3 separate regions of the Sus scrofa genome follow, and all the other regions are linked to region 2. Evidence: chromatin contacts called from public HiChIP or PLAC-seq data. All regions are on one chromosome and are shown on one strand. Each heading gives the region's core, a stretch centred on a gene start, on an enhancer-like site or on the middle of the called end of the contact. The rest is flanking DNA. Distances are from core to core; before and after follow the strand shown.

Region 1 (5,096 bases), core at 476-2,975, 73 kb after region 2:
CTGACTCAACCATCACCCTACTGTGATGGTTGGAGGCATGGTGGAGCTCAACCTGAAGTCTCCAGCAGCCTGGGAAAGCTGCAGAGGGGATCCCTGCACCATCACCCTCTGACACACAACTGTTCCTGGGACTGAATGCAGCACCTCTGGATGCCCCACACCTGGCAAATAGGGCTTATCAACAAGTGTTTGCTAAATTCACAATCTAATGAATCACGATGAGATAGCGCACTTCTGAGGTTCCTTCCAGCTGAGAGGGTCCAGGATCGTGGACCCCAAAGGGGTGTCTTGGTGCCTGTGTGATGCCAAGGTGACCTCTTGCAGTGGCTCTGTGCTGTGGGGGTCCAGCTGCTGTCAGGGACAAAACCCTGCTGTCCCCAGGCCAGGAGCTGCCTGCACCCCTCACCACCTGGCCATGGACCCTCTGGGCCTGAATTCTGGAATCAAGGTTCTGGAATCAAGAGACCAAGGCTGGGTGCTGGTTCCAGGTTACACCATGAGATGCTCTCCCTCTGAAACCCACTTGGCTCTCCTCTTCCCTAGGTCTTGACTCACACATCTCCTGGGTGAGGTTCAAAATTCCACCATTCTCTCTTCCCCCTCATTACCCATCTCCCTCTGCTGCTTTATTTTTCCAAAAGGCCCCTTTCCCCAATAAACTTGTGTATTTTACATCTCTGCCATCCCCCCACCCTCAACTGTGAAAATCCCAAGGCAGGGGGATTTGTCTGACTGTCGGCAAATGTGTTCCCAGTGCCCACACAGGGTCAGGACACAGGAACAACAGGAGTGCCAGTCCCTTGCTAGCAGGCAGCCCCCACCCCACCCCCGCCAGCCTGACCCACCCACCCATCCCCGTTTGTTCGTGGTGTGTGGGAGGGGATGGGGGGATTGTTTAAGATGCTCATAGGGGAGGCTTGTTCCCTGTGGTCCCTCTGGTGCTGGATCTGTGTTGTGAGATTTGAAGTCGAGTCAATAAAGCACCAGGCCTGATGGCAGATACAGAACCTCAAGCCTCTGCCAGCGCCTCCTGAGCCTCAGTTTCCCCGCTCTGAAGGGCCTCCTCAAGGGAGAGTGTCTCAAAGACTTAACATTTCTTGCTGTCATCATGCAAGGTTTTTGACTGAATGGTGGGTGTAACAGTGGATCAGGCTTAGTGGGTCCCCAGAAAATGAGAAGCAGAGTCTCCATCCACCATGGGTCCGGGGACTCCCACCCTGAATTCTCGGGACTCAGTCTTCCTCTCCATCTAGGATTCTGGGGGCCCTTCTGTGGCTGAGGGGTCCAACTCCCCATCCAGAAGGGTTCCCGCGAGGCCCCGGGCCCCTGGGTTCCGCTCAAAGTCCCGGGTCCCGGATGCCGCCCCCGCTCCAGGTCCTCCCTGTCCTTGCGCAGGCGGGAGCCCACGGGGCGCCCCGGGGATCCCTGAGCGTCACGCTGCTGTTGTGGAGTGTGTGTTGACGCCGTCGCCGAGGAGACGGGCGGGGGCGGGACTGGGCTGGGGGCGCGGCCTGGCGGCGCACGAGGGGCCGGACCAGCGGCGCAGGGCCCTGGCGGCCTCAGTGGCCACGGCCGCCGCCGCCCGCCGGCTTATATACCGCGGCTAAATTTAGGCTGCGCCCGGAGCTCGTCCCCATCCGGGACGCGTTTCCGCCGCCGCCGCCGAGGCCCGGCCCCCGCGCGCGCCGCTCCTATAAGGCTTGGGCGGGCCCGGCCGCGGCCCGCAGAGCCGTCCCCGCCCGCCCGCGCCCCGACCAGCCCGGCTCCGGGCAGCCACTCACCGGTGTCCCGAATTTGCGTCGACCCCGGGTCCCAGCCATGGCGCTGAGCGAGCCCATCCTGCCGTCCTTCTCCACTTTCGCCAGCCCGTGCCGGGAGCGCGGCCTGCAGGAGGTGAGGGCGGCAGGGATTGGGACGGCGGGGGCAGCTGGCTCAGGGTAGTAGAACGTGGGCTGCGGGGTAGTAGAACGCAGGCGGCCGGGACAGCGGGCTCGGGGTAGTAGAACCTAAGTAGCGGGCAGCGATCCCCCGCCCCACCGCGCGCTCACGCCTGCACCCTATCGCCCTGTCACCCGCAGCGCTGGCCGCGCGCAGAGCCTGAGACAGGCGGCACCGACGACGACCTCAACAGCGTGCTGGACTTCATCCTGTCCATGGGGCTGGACGGCCTGGGCGCGGAGGCCGCCCCGGAGCCGCCGCCCCCGCCCCCGCCGCCTGCGTTCTACTACCCGGAGCCCGGCGCACCGCCGCCCTACGGTGCCCCCTCGGGTGGCTTGGTGTCGGAGTTGCTACGGCCAGAGCTGGACGTGCCGCCGGGGCCCGCGCTGCACGGTCGCTTTCTGCTAGCGCCGCCGGGCCGCCTGGTTAAGGCCGAGCCCCCCGAGGCAGACGGCGGCGGCGGCTACGGCTGCGCGCCCGGCATAGCCCGCGGGCCACGGGGCCTCAAGCGCGAGGGCGCCCCGGGACCAGCAGCCGCGTGTATGCGAGGCCCTGGGGGTCGCCCCCCGCCACCGCCCGACACGCCACCGCTCAGCCCCGACGGCCCCGCGCGCCTGCCTGCGCCCGGCCCGCGCGCGCCCTTCCCGCCGCCTTTCGGCAGCCCGGGCTTTGGCGCGCCCGGGCCGGGCATACATTACGCGCCGCCCGCGCCCGCCGCCTTCGGTATCTTTGACGACCCGGCCGCTGCCGCCGCAGCAGCAGCGCTGGGCTTGGCGCCGCCCGCCTCCCGAGGTCTCCTCACGCCGCCGGCGTCTCCGCTGGAGCTACTAGAGGCCAAGCCCAAGCGCGGCCGCCGCTCCTGGCCGCGCAAGCGCACCGCCACGCATACCTGCAGCTACGCGGGCTGCGGCAAGACCTACACAAAGAGCTCGCACCTCAAGGCGCACCTGCGCACGCATACAGGTGGGTGGCTAGCGCAGGCTGGGAATCTCGGGTGGGGGCGCTGAGGGGAGGACTCACTAAGGAAGCCTGCAGAGGGCGTTGCCCAGCGGTTGGGGAGGGGGCACAGTCTTAGAAAGCCCCCCTGGGGGTGTGGCTCCGGAGCCTGGGGAGGGGGCGCGCGCTTAGGACACTCCTGGGAGCTTGACTCAGGACTTTGGGCAAGGATGCAAGCTTAGGAAACCTAGGGGGATGTTGTGTCCCAGACTGTTCAGGAGAAAGTGCATGCTTTGGATCCCGCTAGAGGCGTGACTGAAAACACTGGCGAGCGGGCCGTGTTGAGGATCAGTAGATAGATGCCTAGGATCTCTAGAGGTTCAACACGTAGCCGGGGGGTGAGGAGCACGTCAGAGAGGCGTGGGGTTAGGGGTAGGTTGATCGCTCCCGCCGCCACTGATCTGGGTGAGTGCCTAAGCCACAGGCTAGAGGGAAACTGAGACCCGTTCTCTTCCGCTCCCTGCAGGCGAGAAGCCCTACCACTGCAACTGGGACGGCTGCGGCTGGAAGTTTGCGCGATCCGACGAACTCACGCGCCACTACCGCAAACACACAGGCCACCGGCCATTCCAATGCCATCTGTGCGACCGTGCCTTCTCACGCTCTGACCACCTGGCGCTGCACATGAAGCGGCACATGTAGCCTGAACACCCCCACCCCGCCCACCCGCGCGCGGCCGTGGCGGGTCCCACGCGCCGGGCACGGCCCCCTTCCAAACTGTGACTGGTATTTATTGGGCCCAGAGGACCGGGCCGGGCACAGCGTGGCCACCAAACGACGCTGCCCGGACCCCATCAGAGACTGAAGGGCCCGGTGGGAGAAGACCACGATCCTCCTTGACGAATTTTGTTTTCAAAATGGTGCAATAATTAAGTGTCGTCTTCCCTCCCCCAGCCCACCGGGTCTACACTAGAGGATCGAGGCTTGATGCCTTGTGAAAAATACAGCCTTAATTTGTACTGTGCAACATTTTTTATAATATTGTACATAGTGACTGTGACAGATATTGTATTTACTGTAAATAGGAAGACAGGTGGGCATTTTGACTGCCTGGTTTGTTTTTATAAGATTTTGCTGTTTTTTTTTTTAATTAAAAAAAATTTTGCATCTTTTGAAAATAATCACAGCACTGGTCTGGCTGCTTGGAAGCTGGAGGTTTGGAACACTTGGGAGGGGCTGGTGGTGGGGGAGAGGAGGACAGGCAGCTTTGATGGAGAGCAGCCTGGCAGAGGCAGGGTGAAGTGGGTCCTGCCCTGGCCAGCATCTGGGGTTGCCAGCTGCAGCCCCCAGCTGCCAGGAACCTGTGGGTTTTTCTATAAATTGAAACACTGCATTTTAAGACTGAGGGAGAGTTATTTTAAGGTTGTTCCCTGAGCCATAAATTGCCTCCTTTTCTCCAGAGCTGGAGAAAGTGCTGGTCCCACTGACGTGGCCTCCTCTGGGCTGAAAAAAGCCTTACCTCCTTTTGGAAGCTTCTGAGGTTTTAGCCAAACTTTGAGTGTGCCTTCTTTATTTTTTTTTTTCCAGAAAGGGCAAAATGCTGACTTTCTGACCTGCTTTGCCTTTCATTAGACTTGCCTTTGAGCAGAAAAAAAATTTTAAGATGAGTTCCCCATCCTGTTCGGGAAAAAAAATGTAATCCATGTTTGAGTGTGCCTTCTTTATTTTTTTTTTCCAGAAAGGGCAAAATGCTGATTTTCTGACCTGCTTTGCCTTTCATTAGTCTTGCCTTTTAGCAAAAAAAAAAAAGAAAAAAATTTAAGATGCGTTCCCCATCTTGTTAGAAAAAAAAATGAAATCCATATTTGAGGGTATTGGGTAGTGAGTGCTCTTTTCCAGATGAGACAATGGAGGCCCAGAGAGGTAGCTGTGATGTTTTAGGGTGCTGGTCTGCCTCCCGAGGGTCCCCAAACTCCACTAGAGGGGATTGAGGGATTTCTGCACCAAGCCACCTGTTGCAGGCTCTGGAGGGTTCTAAGACCCTCCCTTGTACGAGCTCTGGTGTGAAGGAATCATCAGAGCCCCCACCTTGATGGCTGGAGGTGGCCACTCCAGAAATCTACCTCATGAGGGAGGAAAGAGTGCTGCACAGCATCCCCAACGCCTCAGTTGGCGGCGGAGGTACATTTTCCCTAGCAGGTTCCCCCTTCTTAGGGCCCTGG
Region 2 (4,657 bases), core at 1,727-4,226:
GGGGTCCTTACCACTGAGCCACGGCAGGAACTCCTTAGCTTGATCTTGAAACAGAGATGTTTCCAGGTCCTCCTACCTCACAGGAAATGACCACAAAGCCAAAGTGCCCCCAAAAGGTCCCAACACTCTACTCCTCCTCACCTTGGGGGGTGTGTCCAGCCTCAGCTTCAGCCCAGCTATTCCAGGGCACAGATGGAAATGGGGGCTTGCCCCACCCCCACAAGGATCACGATGCTCCTGCCCATTCCACCTCCTGAGTCTCATCTCCAGCCCCCACCTAGCCTAAGCCACTGCGTCTCCACTGGCCGGGCTCAGCTCCTGACAGGTGCCAGCACCCCTGGCACTTGCCTCTTGTCCAGTTCACACCAGAGTGATGCTTCCGAGAGCATGCATAGCCCGGCTTGGGCGTTTGAACAACCAGGTCCTCTGGCAAGTCCCTGCCAGGCCTGGCTCCTCTGACCTTCTAACCCCTCCTCCCACCCTCATTCATTCATTTATTCATTCAAGTATTTAATGGGTGCCTGCTGTGTACCAGGCCCTGGCAACTGAGCCCGACAAATGCAACCCCTCCCCTGGAGCGCATGGGGTAGGGGTACAGATGTCTCCACGCTCGTGGCAGAAGGGAGCTGCATGAGGGCAGGGAAGCCCCAGCCTGGCAAAGGGTGGGGAGATGTCCTGGGGAACTCAATATAGAGGCCAAGGCCTGGGATGGGCAGGGCACAGCCAGCCCATTGAGGTGGGGAGAACAAAGATGAGGAGCAAATCACACCTGCCACCCCAGAAGGGAATGGGGAGCCCCAGAGAGGCTTAGGTTTTCACATCTTCCCTTGGTAGCCAGAGAGCAGAGAAGGCTGAGGGACCCAGGGCTGTAGGGTAGGGAGGTAATGGGGGTGCAGACAGCCTGGAAGACCTTGCACACCCTCTGGCAGGCAGCAGACACATCCAAGTAAGGGATTCAGTTCCTTAAAAAATGCCACATACACACGTACACAAACACACACACACATACACACACACGGGTGCATCACACACAGAGATACATCCAACATCAGATACACACATAAAGCACACAACAGCCATACAGACACGCCTACAACACAGACACACAGAAAGGCACACATACAACACAGAAAAATACACACATACAACTCACGCCTGCAGTGCACAGACACACTGGCACCCTCTGCCGCCCAGCCTTGAGGGACAATCCTTTCTGCCCTTCCCTCTGCCCCAGGGACCCCCCTACCCCTGCCGCACAGGGCCAGGTCAAGCTCCGGTGTCGCTAAACCAGAGTCAAAAGTCCCTCTCTGCCTCTCAGCCCTGTCTAGTCCCAACCACATACTGTGTGTCCACACTGAGGAGATCCTCCGGGCACACAGCAAGCGTGGGAGGAGCAGTCAACAATGCCTACTGAGCAACCGGTGTTGGTCCCCCGGTGTTGGTCCCCTAAGCTGCTGCCCCCACACTCTCCCACCGTCAGAGCCGGGCTCCCCATTCCTCAAATTCTCTGCTCAGCCTCACCCCTTGACTGAGCCGGACACAGATACCTCATCTCAGATGGATCAGGAATGAGCCAGGGAAAGGCTGGGGGACCTAATGGCAGAGCTAGGATCTACCTGGGAAATCTGGGAGGGCTGCTTGGAGGAGGGGACATTAGACCTGGGTTTTGTAGAATGAACTGGAGCTTGGCAGGCAGACAAGTGGGGGTTCCTCTAGTCAGAGGGACAGACTTTCTAAATTCCCGTAGTACAATCTGAGCCCAGAGCAGCTCCAACAGGAGAGCTCACTGGGCTGTTGGCCTCTTGGTGTTTGTTTTTTTTTTTAATTGTGGCAAAATACGCATAACTTAAAATTCACCATCTTAGCCATTATAAAGAATATAGTTCAGGGGTTCCCACTGTGGCACAGTGGGTTAATAATCTGGTTTGTCTCTGTGGCGGTGCTGGTTCAATCCCCAGCCTGGTGCAGTGGGTTAAAGGAGCCAGTATTGCCACAGCAGCATTGTAGGTCAAGACTGTGGCTCAGATTCAATCCCTGGCCTGGGAACTTGCTGTGGGTGTGGTCATAAAGTTTTAAAATATATATATATATATATATATATATATATATATATATATACACACACACACACGTATATACATATATATACACACATATATACATATATATATACACACACACACATATATATATACATACATATATATATATATAGCTCAGTGGCCTTAAGTGCATTTTCACACTGTTGTGCAACCATCACTACCATCCATACTCAGGACTTTTTCATCTTGCAAAATTGAAACTCTGTCCCCATTGAACACTAACTCCCCATTTCCCTCCTTCCCCAGCCACCCCCATTCTACTTCCCGTCTCTATGAATTTGACCTAAGGACGTCACATAAATAGGATCATACAGTCTAATGTCCTTTTGTGACCAACTTCTTTCACTCAGCGTAACGTCCTCCAGGTTTATCCCTGCCGTGGCAGGTGTCAGAATTCCTTTCCTTTTAAAGGCTCGATAATATTCCATCGTACATATGTACCACATTTTTTCTCCATTCATCTGTCGCAATTCTATTTTCAATTTTTTGCGGAACTGCCGTCCTCTTGGCTGTTTGTTTTTAAACACAGAGTGTTTCTCAGTCATCCCATCCAGGACCCAAATAGCCCATCCTCTCCCAACTTCTGCCTGCCAAGCAGGGTTCCCTCCTCAGCTGAACCCCTTTACTGTCTTGTCCATCTCTCAGATCTGCCCTGAGAGGCAGTGACTGTTATAAAACCCATTTTATACAAGAAAACTGAGGTTGGAGAGCAGGAGTGATGTGCTTGGTGTCACCCAGCAGGGGCTGGCTGGTCCCAGCTCCCAAACCACGGGCTGTTCCCCTCCCTGCGAAGCCCAGAATGTTCCTAGCCCCTCAGCAGTTCCTGAACAACCCGTCCCCCACCCTGCCTGCTCTCGGATGCTGAGAGCATTTCCCATCCCACTCCTGGCTCTGCTCCCTTCCAAGAGAAACAGGTTGCACCTGGCACGGCTTCCCAGAAGGCCCCGGGGGAGGGAGGCAGAGGCCCAGCCACGTGAGTGGGTGTGTGTGGAGGCGTGTGGTCACATGGCAGCCCCCCATCAGACAATTGCTAGGGGAGGGAGGATCCTAGACCCAACAGAGAGGACCTGGGAGGCACTGAGCGCACAGTGCTGGAGCCAGCCGGACCTGAGTGCGACAAGAGCTTGGCTGCTTGCCGGCTGGGTGACCAAGCGCCTCTGAGCCTTAATCTATCATCTGGGAAATGGGCTTGCAATGGCCTTTGCCTCTCAGGGAGGATTCTGTGAGGGGACTCGGGGCTGGGGAGCATGGGTCCAGCAGGCTGGCAGAGTGAAATCACTCAGGCATCAGTGAAGGCACGGACATCAGTACAGCAGGGGCAGGACCACTGCCACCCTGGCTCCAGCAGCAGGTTTTTCTACTGAGGGCACTGACTGCGTAACAGGGGAGTCAGTTCCACCCTCAGCCAAGAAAATCAGAAGACAGATAGCCCAAGGGTCACCATTTAAAAATTTAAAACCACCCAGAAACCAGCCCCAGGACACTGCCAGGCAGTTTAAAAATCTTTTTTTTCTAATGGAAGTGAAATGCACAAGACATAAAATGAACAATTTTAAAGTGAACAATTCAGGAGTATTTGGGGCTTTTACAAAGTTGTGCCACCAGCAGCAGCATCTAATTGTAGATCATTTTCATCACCTCAAAAGGAAACTGCTCCCACAAGTAGTCCCTTCCCATCCCCCATCCCCCTCCCCCTCCCCAGCTCCTGCAACCCCCAGTCAGCTTTCGTCTCAATAGATTTGTCTGTTCTGAACATTTCATGTAAATGGGATCGTGCACTATGTGGCCTTTGGTGTCTGGCTGCTTTCACTCAGTGTGACAGATTTGAGGTTCATCCACATTGTAGCGTGTGTCAGGCTTCATTCCTTTTTATGGCTGAGTAATATTTCCTTGAACCCAACGGACCACATTTTGTTTATTTTTCACCCATCAATGGGCATTTGGTTTGTTTCCACTCTCTGGCTACTGTGAAAATGCAGTTGTGAATATTCATGTGCATGTATTTGTTTGAGTCCCTTGGCCACACATTTTTGAATCCTCCAACCAGGAGACCGAAGTGGCTCAGGCCCCACAGAGGCAGCACTGATTTATTAAGCAGAGTTCCATATTTGGCTCACATTTATTGAAAAAACATGAAAGAGGAGATCTAAACCAACAGTTTCCTGATCTATCGCCCCACTGGTCCTTCCTGTGTTGTGTACCAAAGCCCAAAACCTAAGCCAGTGAGGCAGGGGCTGGGTCCCTCCAGGTGAACAGTCTTGAGATACTGGTGTCCTCAGGCATCTTGGCCTCTCTCAGGCCAGGGAGGGTGTGGACAACCACCCTGAAGCCAGAGGGCAAACAGAGGCAAGTCCAGCCACCCCGAGACCTAGCTGGAATCTTGAGACTCATCTTTGACCCCAGTCCTTCCCCTGCAGCTCCCATCAGACCCTCTGCCATCGAGTCTCAGCCACCAGAGCCTGACTCTTTCCACGATGGAGCTGGAAAGAGTCAGTGAGAACCCCCTTTTAGAGTCAGCATGTAAGTGAGGTTGCGGGTTCAATCCCTGGCCTTGC
Region 3 (4,876 bases), core at 1,315-3,814, 98 kb after region 2:
TGCAGTGACTAGGAACCATGAGATTGCAGGTTCGATCCCTGGCCTTGCTCAGTGCCTTGCTCAGTGGGTTAAGGATCCGGCATTGCCATGAGCTGTGCTGTAGGTCCCAGACACAGCTCGGATCCCCCGTCACTGTGGCTGTGGCTCTGGTATAGGCTGGCGGCTACAGCTCCGATTCAACCCCTAGCCTGGGAACCTCCATATGCCGAGGGAGAGGCCCTAGAAAAGGCAAAAAGACAAAAAAAAAAATTAGAATAAATAAGCAATGAGGCCCTGCTGTACAACACAGGATCTGTATCCGGTCTCTTGGGATAGAACATGGTGGAAGATAATATAAGAAAGGGAATGTATGCATATATATATATATATGTATGTATGTATGATTGGGTCACTATGCTGTACAGCAGCAATTGGCAGAACATTTTGAATCAACTGTACTTTAATAAAATAAATAAAACAGTTCTATTAAAAACTAAAAATGATACATATAAATAGTATTTCTATTGATAGAATTATTGATTTATATTGTTTATATATTATATTACATGATATTATATTATACTCTACTATATTATATCATATTAAACTAGTGTTATTTAAATTAATATTTCTTCCTTAGCTATCAAATGGTTATCAGGATTGGGAAAATATTGAAAAATATCTTTTTCCTCTACTCCCACCAGCAGTGTATGAAATTCCTGGTTGTTTTACATTCTCATCAATATTTAAAGTTGTCAATCTTTTAAATTGAAATCACCTACATAATATTTCATGTGGCTTTAGTTTGCATTTCCTAAATCACTATTACTGGTGAGCAGTTAAGTTTATTTGCCCTATGGACGTCTTCCTTTGTGAAATGTCTTTTTAAATCTTTGCCCCCTCTCTTTTTTTAGGGCCACACCTATGGCATATAGAAGTTCACAGGCTAGGGGTCGAATCGAAACCGCAGCTGCCAGCCTATACCACAGCCATAGCAACACCAGATCCAAGCTTTGTCTGTGATCTACACCACAGCTCACAGCAATGCAGAATCTTTAACCCACTGAGCGAGGCCAGGGCTGGAACCTGCGTCCTCATTGGATGCTAGTCGAGTTCATTACTGCTGAGCCACAACGGGAACTCCCTTTGCCCCTTTTTTATATGCAGTTGTTTGTAGGAGTGGTTTATATAGTCTGACTACAAATCCTTTGTCAGATATAGGCATTGCAAATGCTTTATTTCAGTCAGTTGCTTACCCTTTCTGTTTTGAATGACATCTTTGATGGTATATTACAAAATTTTTTGTGCATAGAAAATATTTAAAAATTTTTTGAAATACATTTGACACTTAACATTGGGTAAATGTAAGTTGTGTAACAGGTTAATTTGATACATTTCTGATATGATTGCCATAGTAGCAATCGGCACTTCCATCACTCACATTTCTTTTTTTGTGGGAGGGGGCCTGGGCCAGGGATGGAACCCACACCACAGCAGTGACAATCCCAGATCCTTAACCTGATGCACCACAAGAGAACTCCTAGCATGTCTTTTTAGTGGTGGGAATAATTAAGTTCCAGTCTCTTGGCAAGTTTGATGATTACAATACAATATTGTTGTCTACATATGGACAAAATATTTTCAGTAAAAATGAGGACAGCAGGATGCCATGTATTCCATTTTCTTCTTTTATGTCACCTAAAAGCCTAAAACAAGTGCTTTTCTAGAGATTTGAACATGAATCTTAAGCACTTTCAAGCTGGAAATGTCTTCATTGGAACATTCCAACCTCCTCAGCCAAATGAGGAAACTGAGACCCAGAGCGTTTAGGTAGAAGGCCCAAGGTCACCCAACAGAGCACACACAGCATGGCCACCAGAAAGTAAATCAAAGCACGATATTTAAAGACCCACAAAACATAAACACAAGTCCAACCACGCAAGCCCACATCACGTAATTTCTTTGGAATAGATTCAAGATAAGGATCACATTTCCATTTCCCTTTATGTTTTTCCAACAACAGCTCATGATACAATTTGTACAGCTCCTGGTCACTTTTACTGGGGAAAATTTTTGGAAAAAAAAAAAAAAAAAGATGTTTCAAAGACACCAGATCTGATAAGGGGGCAGAAATATTTACTCCATTATTCCAAGAGGCAGGTTCTTTGTTTCTCAGATGCTTCCTGTTTTAAAAATAGCTTGCCACCACTGTTTCAGAACTAGAATGTCCTTTTAAATAAAAGTGGCTTTGAAGACATGATTTCATTTAGTTGGAGCCAGTCTCAGATTATCAATCATTCTTTTGCATAATGCCGCTCAGATCAGGTATCCCAGACCCTTGGGTTCTGGTCCAACTGCAGCTGGATCTGGGTCATTGGACCATGAGGGGGTTGGGAAACAGCTGCCACTTGTGGAGCCAGGGGGCTTCACCTTAAGGGGACATAGACTTCCAAGCACCAGAGCAGTAAGTTGATGAGGTTGCAAAATCACAAGTTGCTTCTCATGGGAAAGATGTGACTGATGCTGGGAGGGTGTGACTCAATTTTGTTAGGTGTGACCATGGCCTGGTGGTTATATGAGAAGGTCCCACATGTCTTAGCTGAATGCACTTGACTGTGGAAGGGTGAAGTGACATCATCACTGAATTGCTTTAAAGCACCTCCGCAAAGAGAAGGAGAGGAAGAAAGGGATGGGTAAAGCAAGGGTGGCAAAATCTGGAGGAGAGTGATACTGGGTGATGGGAGTGTGGGGGTTTAGTGTCCTCTGCTTGCTGCTATTACATTTGCAGATTTTTGCAATGCATTTTTTTGGATACTCTGTTTTTCAGGAAAGGGTGTGAGTGTTCCCTGCCAAGGAAGAGGCAGGAGAATCCGTGTGTGTGAGTGTGTGTGTGTGTGTGTGTGTGTGTGTGTGTGTGTGTGTGTTTGTTTGAGGCTGGGGAAGAAGGAAACAGGATTTAAAACTGCTTCATGGAATTCCTATTATGGCTCAGCAGGCTAAGAACCTAACATCCATGAGGATGCAGGTTTGATCCCCGGCCTCGCTCAGTGGGTTAAGGAAACAGTATTGCTGTAAGCTGCTGTGTAGGTCCCAGACACGGCTCAGGTCTGGCATTGCTATTGCTGTGGCTGTGGTGTGGCAGCTCTGATTAGACCCCTAGCCCGGGAACTTCCATTGCCACAGGTGCAGCCCCCCAAAACACAAAACAAACAAATGAACAAAAACTAGCTCATAAGCTTTGGGGTGTGGTGTCTGCGAACCTCTAAGGATTAGATTAAAAGGTCATGGACATCCTCCCCCAAAACAAAAGATACACAAATGTGCATTCTGGGGGCTCACAGGTTCCCCAAAGGCCATTTCATCCCTCTGGGTGAGAACTCCGAATTCAAAGCATGGCCATCAATTTCTAAGGTGTAAAGAGACAATTTCTGTACCTCTTCTAGGTACAATGGATATATAATGAAGCAGCAGGCAACAAGAAACACATCTTGGAGGTCCTCCTGTGGCACAAGGGGGGCACAGTGGGTTAAAGGGTCTGACATTGGTCGAAATTGTGGCTCAGATCTGATCCCTGGCTCAGGAAATCCATATGGCAAGGGGCAGCCAAAAAAGAAAAAGAAAAGAAAAAAAGGGTGAGGAGAAAGGAACACATCTTTTTTTTTTTTCTTTTTGGCTGCTCCCATGGCATGTGGAAGTTCCCAGGCCAGGGATCAAACCTTTACCAGAGCAGTGACTTGAGCCAGAGCAGTGACGATGCTAGGCCTTTAATCCACTGAGCCACAGAGTAACTCCAAGAAATATATCTTTTTTAAGATCAGCAAAACACTGAGCCACCGCCACTGGCTGGCTTTGGGGCTGGGGGCAAATAAATGACTGCAAACATTGAGTCTGTTTTCCCATCAGGAGAATGGGCTAGCATCCCACCCTCCTCACATACAAGGTTTCTTGGAGGTTAGAAAAAAATGCCCGATGTCGAATGCTCTGAAAACCAGGTGTTTTTCACCAAGTGCAGAGTGTGGATCTCATGTTCAAATGGGGGCCTGCGACCATCTCAAAGAGAGGCGACCCTTCCCCAAAGGGATACGATGGTTGGGGCTCGAGGCATGGGACTTTCAGATTTATTCTGATGGCTCCACTGCAGGAAGAGGAAAGCTTAGGGGTCACCTCAGGCCCCATTCTGGAAGTTGCTTGCTCTTCCAGAGAGGATTGGGGCACCTCAGAGGTTTGGAAGCCCACAAGCCTTGCATGAGGCCCTGGGTCCCAGACCCAGGTCACTGCTGCTGACAGAGGCAAGGCCTCTCTATAGGCACCAAGGAATCCCATCCCCTCCAGGACCACAGGGGCATGACCAAGGGCTCGGACTGTCCTGGTTGATCTCTATATCCCCCTAAATCTGTCGTAAAACCCCAATTTACAGTTTACTTTCTTTCTTTTTTTTTTTTAGTCTTTTTGTCTTTTCAGGGCCACACCCTTGGCATATGGAGGTTCCCAGGCTAGGAGTTGTAGCCCCCGTCATATGTCACAAGTGCACCTGTGACCTACACCACAGTTTATGGCAACGCCAGATCCTTAACCCACTGAATGAGTCCAGGGATGGAACCCTCGTCCTCGTGGATGTTAGTTGGGTTCGTTAACCACTGAGCCACGACGGAAACGCCTCTTTTTTCTTTTCTTTTCAAGGCCACACCCGCCGCATATGGAAGTTCCCAGGCTAGGAGTCCCGAATCAAAGCTGCAGCTGCTGGCCTACACCACAGATCCGAGCCACACCTGTGACCCACACCACGTTTTTCAGCGACACGGGATCCTTAACCCACTGAGTGAGACCAGGGATGGAACCTGCATCATCATGGACACCATGTTGGGTTCTTAACCTGCTGAGCCAAAATGGGAACTCC

Evidence for each region. HiChIP or PLAC-seq counts read pairs in DNA pulled down with a chosen protein or histone mark.
Region 1: an H3K27ac HiChIP or PLAC-seq map of skeletal muscle shows a contact between it and region 2. The contact joins the promoter of KLF2 here to the enhancer-like site in region 2. A contact is called at or near these places in 1 of 5 promoter capture datasets (liver), 19 of 47 Hi-C or Micro-C datasets (alveolar macrophages, blood, fetal heart ventricle and 8 more) and 2 of 2 datasets of contacts at active chromatin or transcription factors (alveolar macrophages and skeletal muscle).
Region 3: a contact with region 2 is called in an H3K27ac HiChIP or PLAC-seq map of skeletal muscle. The contact joins two enhancer-like sites. A contact is called at or near these places in 4 of 47 Hi-C or Micro-C datasets (embryonic fibroblasts, heart right ventricle and skeletal muscle) and 2 of 2 datasets of contacts at active chromatin or transcription factors (alveolar macrophages and skeletal muscle).

The regions. Positions count from the first base shown.
Region 1 is chr2:61,269,666-61,274,761 of Sscrofa11.1, reverse strand. It overlaps KLF2 (Kruppel like factor 2), which reads left to right and starts at 1,725. Exons shown (of 3, transcript NM_001134351.2): 1 at 1,725-1,893; 2 at 2,079-2,901; 3 at 3,401-4,029. The coding sequence starts at 1,819. The coding sequence ends at 3,576.
Region 2 is chr2:61,344,205-61,348,861 of Sscrofa11.1, reverse strand. No RefSeq gene overlaps it. Among named protein-coding and RNA genes, the nearest start is that of AP1M1, 40 kb to the left of the region's middle. Within about 2 kb of position 2,976, at least 16 of the 83 cell types and tissues checked have an H3K27ac peak or open chromatin away from gene starts, as enhancers often do. A contact at or near this core is called in alveolar macrophages, omental adipose tissue, retroperitoneal adipose tissue and 2 more, where this site is marked.
Region 3 is chr2:61,245,264-61,250,139 of Sscrofa11.1, reverse strand. No RefSeq gene overlaps it. Among named protein-coding and RNA genes, the nearest start is that of KLF2, 25 kb to the left of the region's middle. Within about 2 kb of position 2,564, at least 7 of the 83 cell types and tissues checked have an H3K27ac peak or open chromatin away from gene starts, as enhancers often do. A contact at or near this core is called in skeletal muscle, where this site is marked.